Linked DNA regions of Mus musculus: region 1 is linked to region 2. Evidence: chromatin contacts called from public HiChIP or PLAC-seq data. All regions are on one chromosome and are shown on one strand. The core of a region is the stretch at or near the end of the contact, and the rest is flanking DNA. Distances in the headings are between cores, read along the strand shown.

Region 1 (7,160 bases), core at 2,684-5,183, 350 kb before region 2:
TGGCTGTTTATAAAGGTAAAAGGGGAAACCCTGTGTTAGGATGAGGTGTTTAATTTTAATTGGACATGTTACTTAGGTAAATTAAAGAGGACTTTTGATCGCTGGACTTCAGTACTTTGATAGCTGGACCTTGGTAGTCAGCCTCAGGAGGAGGAAGTGGCCAAATGAGGGAACAGACCTTGGTGGCTAGCTTTAGGAATGTTATTTAATGGTTTTTAGCAAGGCAGAGGGGCATGGGGGAAGGAACAAAGGCTGCCCGAGCCCTGCTTGCCATACTTTGGCTTTGAGACAGAACTGGGGTTAGGTGGCACCCTCTTCACTGGCCCTTGGTTCTGAGCCCAATACCTAGGACTTCCTATGTACGCTCAGGCTTTTGAAGGGAGACCAGATGGCCATGACCCACCAGGATCTTCTATAAGGCATTGCCATTGAGTGGGGCTGCAAGCAGAAGTCCTAAGTATTGGGAGCAGCTATGAAGAAGACACACGGAGGGCCAGGCATCTTGGGGTGTGGAACCAAGGACCAGTGAGGAGGTTGCCACCTAACCCTGGTTCCATCTTCAAAGCTAAAGGAGTCAATACCTTTTCACTGTCCCCTTAGTCTCAAGAAGCCAAAAGAGCCTGGCTGGGTTCTGGGGCCAGGAACATTCAGGGGTCTCCCACTCTGACCAACAGAGATGTTAGGAATGCATCCATCCCTCAGCGGGGCAGTGGCTTGGGGTTTCCATGGCAACCAGTCTCAACACACACACACACACTCCCACACACTACTAAAGGAGTAAGACTCAGCTCTGCTTGGGCCCCAGTAAGGGGCCAAGGGGAGATTCTAAGGTGAGGGACAGTTGGTGGTGATGATTATAGATGCCAGTGCTGTGCTTTCTGTCAAATCACATATGCAGGGAAGCTCTTAGAGAGGCACCTGTGATCCACAACCTGAATTCTGTAGGGCTGCGGTCTCATGGAGAGGCCAAGGCAGAGAAAAGACTCCCAAGCCTCGTTCACCTCTTTCCCGGACCTTCTAAGTCTCACCAAGGGTGTCCTTGCAGTCAGAGTGCTGGCAACAAGAACTTCTCAGTATGACCTGGGTGACTATCATGTGACCTGCACTGAGCCTTCTTGGTCAAATTCCTCTAGGGTAACCAGGACACTAAAAGTCAGTGAGGTGCAGGGAGGCAGGACCAGACCCGACCCCCCCCGCCAACACACACACAAAAGCTGCACATGGTATTGTCCTAACACTTGGTCTCATGAACACTGGCTGTAGCTCCTTGGAGTCCTCTGTGGCAGAAGGCTCAGAATAAATATTCTGACTTGGCCTTTGCTGGGGACAGGTAGGGACAAACTTGCCTGAGCACACAGATGCCCCGTCTCTTCACAAGAGGAATTCTGTCTACCAGGAAGATAGGGACCATGGGCAGATCTTGAACTGTGGGGTCCCAGTTGGTGATGTTGGTCTCCTCTTCTCTTTGTAAATGATTGCTTTTTCTTTTATGTGCACTGGTGTTTGGCCTGCATGTCTGCCTGTTCTGTGTGAGGGTGTCCGATCCCCTGGAACTGCTGTTACAGAGAGTAGTGAGCTGCCAGATGCTAGGAACTGAACATGGGTTCAACTCCATTCCCACACTGGTCTCTTAATTACCGCTAATTTTTTATTTGTTTGTTTGTTTTTGTTCCAGCAGACCAGCATGGACTATTCCAGTAAAACAAAGGTTTTATTGGTTCTGGTCTCATTAATCAGCAGATTTTTCAGCCCCCAACTAACCAGAACCAAAGATTCTCAACTCAAAATAGCACATGTCCTCAAGAGAGTCATTAAGTGGCTCTCAAACTGTCCTTCAGAACTTCTCAAGCCAGGCAGGCCTCCGTCGCCTGCCCTGCTCTCCACATTCTTATCTCCCAAGCTCCACAGAAGAGCTCAGCATACTTTGAACCCTCAGTGACTTTTCTGGACCAAAGTTCACCAAACCCCTTCCATGATCATCCCCAAAACAACACAGTCAGGTCTGTGACCGCAATACCCCAGGATCCCGGTACCTTAGGGTTACTACGGCTGTGTTGAAAAACCAATCCCCAAAGTAACTTGGGGAAGAAAGGATTATTTCACTCAGGGTTCCATATAACAGTTCATCACTGATGGAAGTCTGGACAGGAACTCACGGAGGGCAGGAACCTGGAGGCAGCAACTCATGCAGAGGCTGTGGAAGAGTGCTGCTTACTGGCTTGCTCCCCGTGGTTTGCTCAGCCTACTTCTTATAGAACCCAGGACCACCAGCCCAGGGATGGCTCCTTCCACAATGGGCTGAGCCCTCTCCCATCAAGCACTAACTAAGAAAATGTCCTACAGGCTTGCCTACAGCTGGATCTTATGGGGGCATTTTCTTAACTAAGGCTTCTTCTTCTGTGATGACTCTAGCTTGTGTCAGGTTAACGTAAATGTAACCAGTACAACAGGAATCTCAGGTTCCATAGGTCTCTATGAGAGTCCTGGGATCTAAAGAAAGGATGTCCTTGGCTATCTTCTCTGTCTATCTGAAACAGGTCTCTTTTCACACTTCCCTACCCAGGTGTGTTGACACCCCAGGTTGAAGGCTCAGACACCATAGTACCCTGTTATACCCAGCATGCCTTCTGTTTGTGACAGGCTTCTGTCTGCTGGCTTGTGAATCAGACCTCTAGTGCCCAGACAAAGCTTATTGTGGGGGCTCTAGGTCTCCTGAGTAATATGTGACAAGTGTCAGTGACAGTCACCATAAGAAGAAAGAGAAATGGTGTGCGCTGAGGCACCCGAGTGGTCATCCAGAAAGCATCATTAACAGAAAGACCAAAAGCCAAAAGCCAAAAATTCTGCGTCATAAAGAACATCTGATTAGGAAGAGAGCCCTGGCCCCCCTTCTTCACGAGAGGGAGCTAAGGTCAGCTTTGAAAATATGCAGCCTCAGCACACTGCCGGCAAACAGCTCCCTCCATGAACTTGGTCTCAGGGCCTCTTTGCTGTGATTGTGAACATGTGGCTACTTCCCTTAGAAGGAAATGGTTGTTTCTTATTCAACCTACCACACCCGGCCCCCGCTACTGCTTTGTTTTAAAATAACTTAAAACGAAAAGGAAAATTAAAGTTACAGAAACAAAAAGGGGCCATTCTGAACCTCACTGTTCCTTGACAATGCTTTGCACTTGGGTCCATTGTCTTTATCCCTCTCCCTAGGGCAGTGGTCCGCAACCTTCCTAATGCTGTGACTCTTTAACAGAGTTCCTCATGTTGTGGTGATCCCCCCAAGCCATAAATTATATATATTCTAGATAAGCACAGGTATATAGTCATATATACAAGCACATCTATATATAATCATATAATATGTGTATAATTTTGCCACCATTGTGAATTATATTCTTTTTCAGTAGTTAATGAAGCTGGCATTCTTGAGCTGAGCGACTCCTGGGGTCTTTCCTATGTTCCTGTTCTCTTACACTTTATGAAGCATTTTGTGTTCGTGTTCAGGTGCTGGGTTGCCTCTTGTTTTCTCCTCTGTTAACACCTAATTCAGGCATCAGGGTCGTGTCAGCCCCCTAGTGAAGTGGAGGCTCTGAGTATCCTAAGACTGTGATGGCAAAGACTCAGGCAGGGACTTCAGTAACCGACCAATACATATTGCCACATCCTCCGAAAGAGGACCAGTTGTCCCATCTGCAGCTGGGCTGAGAGAAGTCCTTCCTCTGTGAAGCCCCTTGAGGCACAGACCTCTGGCTTTTCATCTCTCAAGCACCCTCCACACAGCCTGCTTTGATCAGGCCCTGACATCCCAGCATCTCAGCCCGCAGGCCTGTAGCTCCCCAGCAGCTGGAGCTGAGTTGGAGAAAGGGCTCCGGGCTGTGGCACAGTCTGAGCACAAATGGCTGCTCTTGGGGCTAGCCCATGGACTCCAGCCAGCCTGGGGCAGGAAGTAGGTCCCAGGTGCCAGCACTCAGCAGGGTGTGCAGCCTCCTAATGTATGGAAAGAGGTCAGGTTGAGGCTGCGCTGTCAGACTTTCCAGGAACAGGCTCCATGCATTATCTGTGTGGGAGGAAGGAAGTGGTCCTGGGAGGGGCAGATAAGCCCTCTGCCCCACAGGAAGGGTGAATATTCCAATCACCCAGGCCTCTCTTTGCCCAGAATCTGTGGGCGTAGGTTAAGGCTCTGGGAGACCCACCTATTAGGGCCACACATAGACAGATACACTTCTTGAACAAGGGCCTCTCACTTAGAACTTGCAGGGAAGCAGATAGAGGTATCCACCTTAGACCTGCCTGCGAGGCATGGACAGCTCGGTAGGTACTCACAGGCTGGCACACACTGATGCACTCTGACACACTCTGGCCACTTAGCATCCAGCACTTTCATGGATCTCTATGGTGCTCCCATCCCTGCTGGACCTCAGGGGTCCTGAGGCTCCTTGCTGGCCTCTCCTGGGTCTTCTCTTTGCAGAGTCCTGGCTTTTGTGTCTATTGCCTGTCCTGAACAAGTGCTTCTTCTCATGTTGGGCTCTGAACGTGAAGTGCCACCACCCCAGAGCCACCAAGTCAGAACTTGGGAGGAGTGGGTCTCCTCTCTTTCTAGGCCCTGGTTCATTTCCTGGTCTACTGTGATCCTAGGCTCCAAGGGCTTCGGCTTCCCAGCCTGCTTCTTGGTGTCTCCACATCAGATAAGAGCCTTCCCTTAAATTCCATGTCATTTTGGAGCAGTTATCTACTAATTCATCACCAGGCAAATTATCCTAGCCTGATATCTCTACAGATTAGACAGGACTGAGGAATAAAAGCCTGTCCAGGCTTCTCTAGGACCTGAGAAGAGGCTTGGGCAGCCTCCTTGTCCCCAGGATCTGGGTCAGGGGAACTCTAGCCTAGCGTCTCCTTGGGGAGCTCAGGAGGTGTGATGGAAGCCTCAGGCCAGACTGGGGTTAGCAGGGGTCCCCGTTTGCCATTGCTAAAAACAGTGAGTTCTGGAGCAAGCTGGGCCCAACACTTGAGGAGTCTAGATAGATGCACACACTTGTGTGTGTGTGTGTGTATGTAAAGACATATGCCACGGACAGACATAGCATGCACGTAAACATGCATATGTGTATACACGTGCAAGCTCATATATGTTCATGCTACAATTAATGCGCATGTTGTATGTGTGTATGTGACGAGACTCTGTGTGTGTGTGTGTGTGTGTGTGTGTGTGTGTGTGTGCATGTATGTGTCCGTTTGGCCTGAGTATGTAGTATGTACATGTGGATATGTGTATGTACGTACACACGTATTTTCAAGTTCAGGAGCCACACCCTTGAGTAGTGTAGAAATGAACAGAAGTGATCTCCAGAGCTTTGCCTACAGCTGGTTATCTGAAACATTGGAAGAACAAAGCTGACCATGTCTCTTTCCCTGGGCTCTCGAGTTCCCAAGAGGCTCATTAGGGAAGATGGAGGAATCTTGGCAGCTGGACGGCCTCTGGGATCATATGTATGTGAGTGCACACACACACACCCACACACACCACCACCCCCCCACACACACACGCATGGATGCATGGAGGGGGAAGCACGGCCTGTGGAGTTCATTCCTGACAGCTTCATGAAGCTTGCTTCCTGGGAATGACTGGGAATAACAAGATAACAAGGCAGGAGTGTGAACTGTGGACAGACGTCCTTGTAGAGATCCACTGGGCCCTCGGCTGAGGGCAGAGTCCAGTGCTCCTCCTAGCACAGGGCTGAGGCTCTGGCCCAGAGGCTTTTGGATTCCTACCCTGGCCTCACAAGCTGGTCACAGGGTTCTGGGCTTAAGGCTCAGGGGACTTGAAGAGCTGTGGGGACACACACCCATGGAAGCAGTAGAGGAATGTAGGGGACTGTAAGTCTCCATCACTCTGCCCTGACCCCTGCTGTGGACATGGGGGGAGGCGTGGTCAGGGCCCGGAGGCTGATGGGTGGATCATGAGGTGCTTCTATCCAAGCGTCAACCCTAAAGCAGAATTGCAGCACGCACACAGCAGGGTTTTGAACTGGTCTGGTTTGGAGCATGAATGGAGCCCATGAATCCAGGAACTAATACTACCTTTCTCACTGTGGCACTGTGTGAGTCTCCAGCACACCCAACATCTGCCCAGGAGCACCTACACCACGCCTTGTACCGATCCCAGGGACCTTCATCATAACTGTGGTACAGTATCCCATTGTCTAGATAAGCTGACATTCATTTACCTATTTGGGGGATGCCACTAATCTTTGCTCTATCAGTTGAGGTCCCAGCTAACTTCCTGGTATATACAAGCCACTCACTCCCCTGACAGTGAGGTCTCTGGAGCACCCGTTTCCGAGCCTCAGTTTTATGTGGACAGGACACTGTCCTGTTTACTAACTGTGATGGTTTGGATATGCTCGGCCCAGGAAGTGGCACTATTTGGAGGTATGGCCTTGTTGAAGTAGGTGTGGCTTTGTTAGAGGAAATGTGTCACTGTGTGGGCTTTAAGACCATCATCCTAGCTGCCTGGAAGGCCTGCAGCCTTCAGATGAAGATGTAGAACTCTCAGCTCATGCCTGCTTGAATGTTGCCATGTACCCGCTTTGATGATACTGGACTGAACCTCTGAACCTGTAGGCCAGCCCCAATTAAATGCTGCCATTTATAAGTGTTGCCTCGGTCATGGTGACTGTTCATAGCAGTAAAACCCTAACTAAGAGACCAGGAGACCCCCAGCTCTTGATACTCGATGTCCTTGTGCTCCCTGCTGAATATGTCATGGTCTCTCCCTTCACATCAGTTCATCCATCACAATGGGACCTGGTTCTGTGCCACATGCGGTGTGGCTCTTTCTGTCTTCTCCTTCCCTCTTCTCATGAGCGTCACAGGGGTTCTCTGAATCACTTGGACTGTGGTGTCTATTGGTCAACACACCTCTGCTGAGTGCTGTCACCTGCCTGGTATCTGTAGCTGTGCACTGTCTTAGCATCTGGTGGTGAGTCTCCCCTTACTCCTGTGACATCGCTGGCCCCTCCTCCCATGCTGTACACACTCAAATGCATCCTGGGAATGTTCGTTGACCTACAGATCTTTTTTTTTAATTATGATTTTTGTAATTTGCCCCTTAGTGCCTGAAAATGCACATCTCTTCATTTATTTAAGTCTTCCTTCACCAACCTTAA
Region 2 (6,251 bases), core at 3,388-5,887:
AACTATATCCAACGTATTATTTCATAATCATGTATGAAAAATAATAAAGCTTCCATCCATGCTGTCCATGGAAGGTAAGCTTTGTGGAGTCTTTTGGGGCAAGGCAGCTGAGGTTACGTGCTTTGTCCTGCCTGCTGTTTGTCCATCTGCATCCTGAGGGTTCAGTTGGGATCTGGGCCATAGAATGGGAGACTTAGTTCTCTTCTTCGCTGCCCATGGGCCTGTATATATGGAGCCCTCTGAGACCCAGTGCTAAATCCTGTGTGGCTGCCTAACAAGGGTGTCAGATGACAGAAATGGCACCCTCCTCTCTCTTGCTCCCAATATCAGTCAGGTTCAGCGCGGAAGATGGAAACCAAAACACAAAGCAGAAGTTGGGTAGGAAGTTCCTTTCTCATAGGTTGTCTTGGGGGGTGACCCAGAAATCACTGCTGACTCTAGTTCTGCGTGAGTGAATGAACCCCAAATTGTGTCCAGTGATTATGATGTCCCTGGGTCTCTAAGAATTATGACTGAGCATACTAGGTAGCTCTTTTTTTCTGGCAATATTTGTTTGGCCTCATGGTGTCAGGTTGCTTGGCCCCACATCCTCAGAGCATTCTGTCAGTGGGAGCATACTCTCCAAACTGCATACCTCATGGCTGTCAAAAAGCAGAGACAAGACGGGATGTGGCCAGCAAGAAGCTAGCCCAAGGACAGACCCCCAAGGACCTATTTCTTCCAGCTAAGTTCTACCTCTTGAAGTTCAACCTCCCTAAATAGTACCACTAGCTAAGCACCAAGGCTCCAGTATTGGAGCTTCTGTAGAGGGACACTCCATTTCCAAACCATAGCACCCAGCCTCATGCCCGAGCCTGAGAGTAGGAAGGGCTAGGTGTGGCCAGAGAACTCCTCAAGTGTTCTCACTTTTAGACAGAGGCACGCTCACTCATGTTCAAAAATGCACATGTACACGAGTGAAGTGTGCCCGACAAAGTGCTAGGTGTGTGTCAGAGCACTTCCCTGTGTAAAATGATACTTTGCCCTTTTCTTACGACTATAATTGTTCAAAGTCCAGAGAAAACTGTTGATGAAAAACATTCCATTCACTCAAAAAAGCAAATGATGCATTTCAGGCAGAATGAATGACACAGTCGATCTCCTCTGACTTCAAGGAGATCCCCAGAACTCAGAGAACTCAGTCCGCTGGGGAGGCCTGCTTGGTAGTTATTTTAGAGTCAGGACCAAGGCACAGCTGCAGGGCCCCTTGTCTAGCGCCACCTGCTGGCAGAGCTTGCTGCTGTCTACCGTCTGGTAGAAGCTTTTCCTGCCATGGCAGAAGGAAAGCCCTGGCCAGTCCCACCCGAGCGGTCAGCCTGTACTCCCAGACGCTTTGGAACATTTCCTGGACAATACTCACTCCTTATGGGGGAGATCTACCTCAGCCAAGGCAACGATCCCCCTCTGACGGGCTTAACAACTCCCTTGCCATCATTGCGAGTGTAGTTGGCTGGGTGGCCGGCCAGTCTTTGGTTCCCCGATTCTACCGGGAGGTCCTCCCTGCTCTGGCTACCCTTGAGTACCACACTATCACCTCTTGCCAGAGAACTCACCCTGTGGTGCTGTTTGAATACTGATGTCTCTCTCTGCTTCACGTGGTGGAACTCATAACAAAGTGCAATAGTGGAAGGGAGTGGGGCCTTTGAGAAGTAGAAGGACCAAAATCTCACGGTAGAATTAGACCTGAGGAAGCTTGTGAGAGCTGTCTTGCAAGATGAGCCAATCCTCAGCAGTTACCGAATCTCCTAGTATCTTGATTCTAGACCCGTGGGTAATGGGTTTGTGTCACACATAAGTGGTCCAGCCTCAGGTATTTTGTTAGAGCAGAAAGAACAAATTGAGACATGCTTTACTTCCAAATAAGTGTATTTGAAGTAGTCACCAAAGATTAATTTTTATCCTTCTTAATGAAGCCATGCCCTTCTATATTCAGGAAAAGAATCTGACTTTGTCTTATTAATCCAAAAAATTAGAAGAAAATTAAGTAGGGGCCAGAGAGATGGTTCAGCAGTTAAGAATGCTTGATGCGCAGGCATGGTGGTGCACGCCTTTAATCCCAGCACTTGGGAGGCAGAGGCAGGCGGATTTCTGAGTTCAAGGCCAGCCTGGTTACAGAGTGAGTTCCATGACAGCCAAGGCTACACAGAGAAACTCTGTCTCAAAAAAAAAAAAAAAAAAAAAAAAAGAATGCTTGATGCTCCTGCAGAAGACCTGGGCTTGGTCCCTAGCATCTACATGGCACAGTGGCAGTAGGCTGAGCCACGGGGAGGAAGTTGTCAGCAAGAGCTCAGTGAAAGCACTTACCATGCCATGGGGAGAAATAAAGGTTTAGTGGGGATGGAATTTTTGCAAAGGGTATCTGGGGTAGAGGTGGGGCTGACAGAGAGAAACCCATTGGCAGAAAAGCAAACATATTTCATTTGTTAACAGGGTGGGGGATCTATGAGCTGTTACAGGCTGTGGGAATGACCCGGAACTAGATGACCTTGCCCAAGGGTTGGTTTAAGGAAGGTTCCTGGTAAACAGAAACCTACATCTAGGCTTCAGTTTACCCAGCCAAAGTCCTTCTGTTTAGGAGATTGTCATCAACACTGACTTTTGTTTTGTGTTTTATACAAAGATAAGGAGAAGAAGGGGGAGTTTGGTGGAGGAGCTATGGTATGGTGTGGGGGAAGGGGTGCTTCCCTGGGCCCATGCGGAGGCATCTCTTCCCCCTGAGAAGCCAGCTATAGTATAGTCAGAATAGAGTTTATTCAGGGCATGGGGAGGGGAGTTGAGAGGGTAGTAGAGACTGAATGGGAGGGTGGAGGGAGGGAGAGAAAGAGAGAGGAGAGAGAGAGAGGGAGAGAGAGAGAGAGGAGAGGAGAGGAGAGGAGAGGAGAGGAGAGGAGAGGAGAGGAGAGGAGAGAGAGGAGAGGAGTGGAGTAGAGGCTGGCCATGAACACGTGAAGAGAGAGGAGGAGGGGAGTGGGAAGAGGATAAGGGTACAGGAGCAAAGGAAGAGAGCAAGAAGAGCAAAAGAGCAAGAGAGAGAGGAGGAGGCAAGCAGCCCCTTTTATAGTGAGTCAGGCACACCTGGCTGTTGCCAGGTAACTATGGGGCGGAGCCTGGGGGCCACTTTGGACTTAACTGAAGTGAAACTCTAAGCCTGGGTCCATATCCAGCACCTTGAACAAGTGACATCTTCCATCTTGTTGAAAGTATAGGTACAGAGATGTTTCAGTGACTGAGAGTATCTTTTACCCTACCAGAGGACCAGCACATTAGGAGGCTCACAACTCCAGCTGAAGGGGGAGATGGGACGGGGGAGGAATCTGTCTCCCTCTTCTGATTCCTGGCATGACCTCCACACTGATGCATACTCTCACAAAGCATGCACACCTGTGGGACCGTGGGTGGAGGGGAAGAGGGGAGTAGGAAAGTGTCCGCGTCCCGCAGAGTTCCGGTGCTCTGGGCAGGCAGACGTGGGAGGACTACGCACGCTTTCCACACGGCCCCAAGTGGGCATCTGAATGTATCAAGCCACTGACCCCCACAGGGCAGGTGGTGGACAAGGGGCAGCCCCCGGTACCAGGTTCTCAGCCTCCAGCTGAGATATGGCAGAGGAGCTGAGAACAGAATAGGGGCCCTGGGGCAGCACTTAGCCCAGGATTTAAGGGAGGGAGAGAGGGGGGCACTGGGTGATTCCCATGCAGGCGAGAGTCCTTAGTCTGGTCTGTGGCTGCAGCATAAGAAGGCCTTCTGTGGAGAGGTTAGACAAGGCTTGTCAGGAGAAAGCTTAACCCATCGTTTAAGCACGGCAGGCCTTGACGGTCAGAGATAGTCTATGGTTTTAGAGCTTTATTGTAGAAAGGCAGGGAGACAGGAGAGAAGGTAGAAAGAGAAAGGGAGAGACTGGCCATGCCCACGTGGAGAGAAGGGGGAAGAGAGGAAGAGAGCTAGAGAGTAAGAAAGGTGAAAGCTTAAGAGAGTGAGGAGGGGCCAAGCAGACCCTCTTATAGTGGGCTTGGCTATCTTGCTGTTGCTAGGTAACTGTGGGGCGGAGTCTAGCCAGAATGCCAGAAACTTGGGACTTTGTCTATGTGCTAGAAGCCACATGCCTCTCCTGTGGGGGCTGTGGGGGCGGTAACTTCGACAGGAGTCAGGGGTCCAGGAGACATGATCGAACATCTTCCGTCCCATGTGGGTGGGAATTACCACCCCTCGGGTACCACCAGGGTTCAAGACCTAGGCTCAGCTGGAAACCAGGCTGTCTGTGTGTAGCCCATTGCCCTACACACACCTATAAATAATAAAGTAAAAATAAATAGTTCTAAATACATAGGTTCAGGAATCGTTGGATGCCTGGCTCCCAGAAGGATTGTGATGAGAACCAAGTTTTCTGAATTCCTGAGCCCTAAAGGACCCAAGTGTAAACCAGGTCCCAAACCAGTGAAGCAAACAACCCCTCACAGCCCCATCAAGGCCATCCCGAATACCAGAGAAACAGGTTCTTCATTCTTGCTTAATCCAGCCAGCCGATTGGGTTTTGTCCCAGGGCACAGCCCCTCCCTTGCCCCAGAGCTCTGCTGACCTGGATCTCCCTTGGACCCCAGCCCCACCCCTTGTAACCTCCCCTCCGGGAGTTCAAAGTCCCTACCCAGCTTGCTTGCCGGGTAGAGAAGCACCTGGTGACAAAATGTGCCAGGAGACAGGTCCCAATTTCCACTTTTCAAGCTGTAGTAGGAATGGAATTCTGTGGCTAACCAAGGAATGTCCTCACATTGATGAAAGACCAGTCACACAGATACTACCAAATAGAACTGAAAATCCCCAGCAGATGACTCAGGTATCAGAAATTCTGACATGTGGGCCTAGAATTCCCTTACCTGCTGAGCTGTAGCAGCCATACCATGTGGCTGGGCTGGGCTGTGAGAGACTTTACTGTGGCTTTTGGGTGCAACTACCACACTGCCCGAGCTGACACCATTCTGTGTCTGGCCTCAAGCTCAGAGATCCATCTGCCTCTGCTTCCCAAGTGCTGGAATTAAAGGTGTGCGCCACCACCCCACCACCGGTGTCTCTTGAGTTCTTTAACCATCTCCTTGGGAAAGCAAGCATCCTCTGACTTCCAGGTCATTGTTTCTCTCATCTTTATTGCCTGTGCTTTCTGGACCACAGGCTATGTTGTGAGTCATTCCTGGGATGGAAGCTCTTGAACACCCAAAGAGGTACCTGTGGATGTCATATGTGTGGTCACATCAGGTGCCCTTCTCCTTCTTCACTGCCATGTGTCTAAAGCAGGAATGTGGGCTCTGTGTGTGTATGTTCATATGTGCATGTGTATGTGTGTATGTGTGTGCACATGTGCGTATGGGATATATGTTTGGTGCTTCTTCTCACCAACGTACTGCCGCCTTGCACAGCTGGCTTGATATGCATGGGTCTGGGGATTTGAACTCAATTCTTCATGATTGCGCAGCAAACAGTCTCACCCATTCCATTCAGCCATCTCCCTCAGGACAGGCCTTCCTTTCTCTCTCTCTCTCTCTCTCTCTCTCTCTCTCTCTCTCTCTCTCTCTCGTGCACGTTTTTAATCCCAACAGTCAGGAGGCAGAGGCAAGCAGATCTCTGAGTTTGAGACTAGCCTGATCTTCAGAGTGAGTTTTAGATAGTACTATACAGAGTATATACACTATACTATACTATATAGTGCTATACAGAGGAGCCCCGTCTTGAAACACACACACACTGTTGTAGTAAAAAAAATAATGGGGGTTTCTACCCCACCTTTGATCATTCAATTCCCAAATAAAAGACACAAAACCTTTATATTTATGATAAGTCATTTGGGGGGGGGGAGGATGTCAAGACAGGGTTTCTCTGTATAGCCCTGGGGCTGTGCGGGAACTCACTTTGTAGACCATGCTGGCCTCGAACTCAGAAATCTGCCTGCCTCTACCTCCCGAGTGCTGGGATTAAAGGCATGTGCCACCACACCCGGCTTTATGATAAGTCTTAACAGCACTACAGCTGAGCGGATATCTACCCTCTAAGAAGCTATTTGTCTACTTCCCTGTCAATAACCCCGAGATATCACTTGCCACGTTCTGCCAGGCCAGCCCTCATACCCCAGGGCATCTTCTCTGCTCTCCCTCCAGGGTCTCTACCTCAGACCTCACACCCAGCAACGGAAGCTCCACCTACTTCTCTTCTGCCCCGCTGAAGGCTGT

Evidence for each region. HiChIP or PLAC-seq counts read pairs in DNA pulled down with a chosen protein or histone mark.
Region 1: an HNF4G HiChIP or PLAC-seq map of pancreatic cancer cells shows a contact between it and region 2. The contact joins two enhancer-like sites.

Annotation. Positions count from the first base shown.
Region 1 is chr10:77,211,833-77,218,992 of GRCm38.p6, forward strand. The region is part of intron 1 of Gm35837 (a long non-coding RNA gene); the gene reads left to right. Gm40704 (a long non-coding RNA gene) reads left to right here. Exons shown (of 2, transcript XR_871848.1): 2 at 1-103. Among named protein-coding and RNA genes, the nearest start is that of Gm40704, 4.4 kb to the left of the region's middle. Within about 2 kb of position 3,934, at least 49 of the 459 cell types and tissues checked have an H3K27ac peak or open chromatin away from gene starts, as enhancers often do. A contact at or near this core is called in pancreatic cancer cells, where this site is marked.
Region 2 is chr10:77,565,609-77,571,859 of GRCm38.p6, forward strand. Itgb2 (integrin beta 2) reads left to right here. Exons shown (of 16, transcript NM_008404.5): 16 at 1-100. Among named protein-coding and RNA genes, the nearest start is that of Pttg1ip, 13 kb to the right of the region's middle. Within about 2 kb of position 4,638, at least 63 of the 459 cell types and tissues checked have an H3K27ac peak or open chromatin away from gene starts, as enhancers often do. A contact at or near this core is called in pancreatic cancer cells, where this site is marked.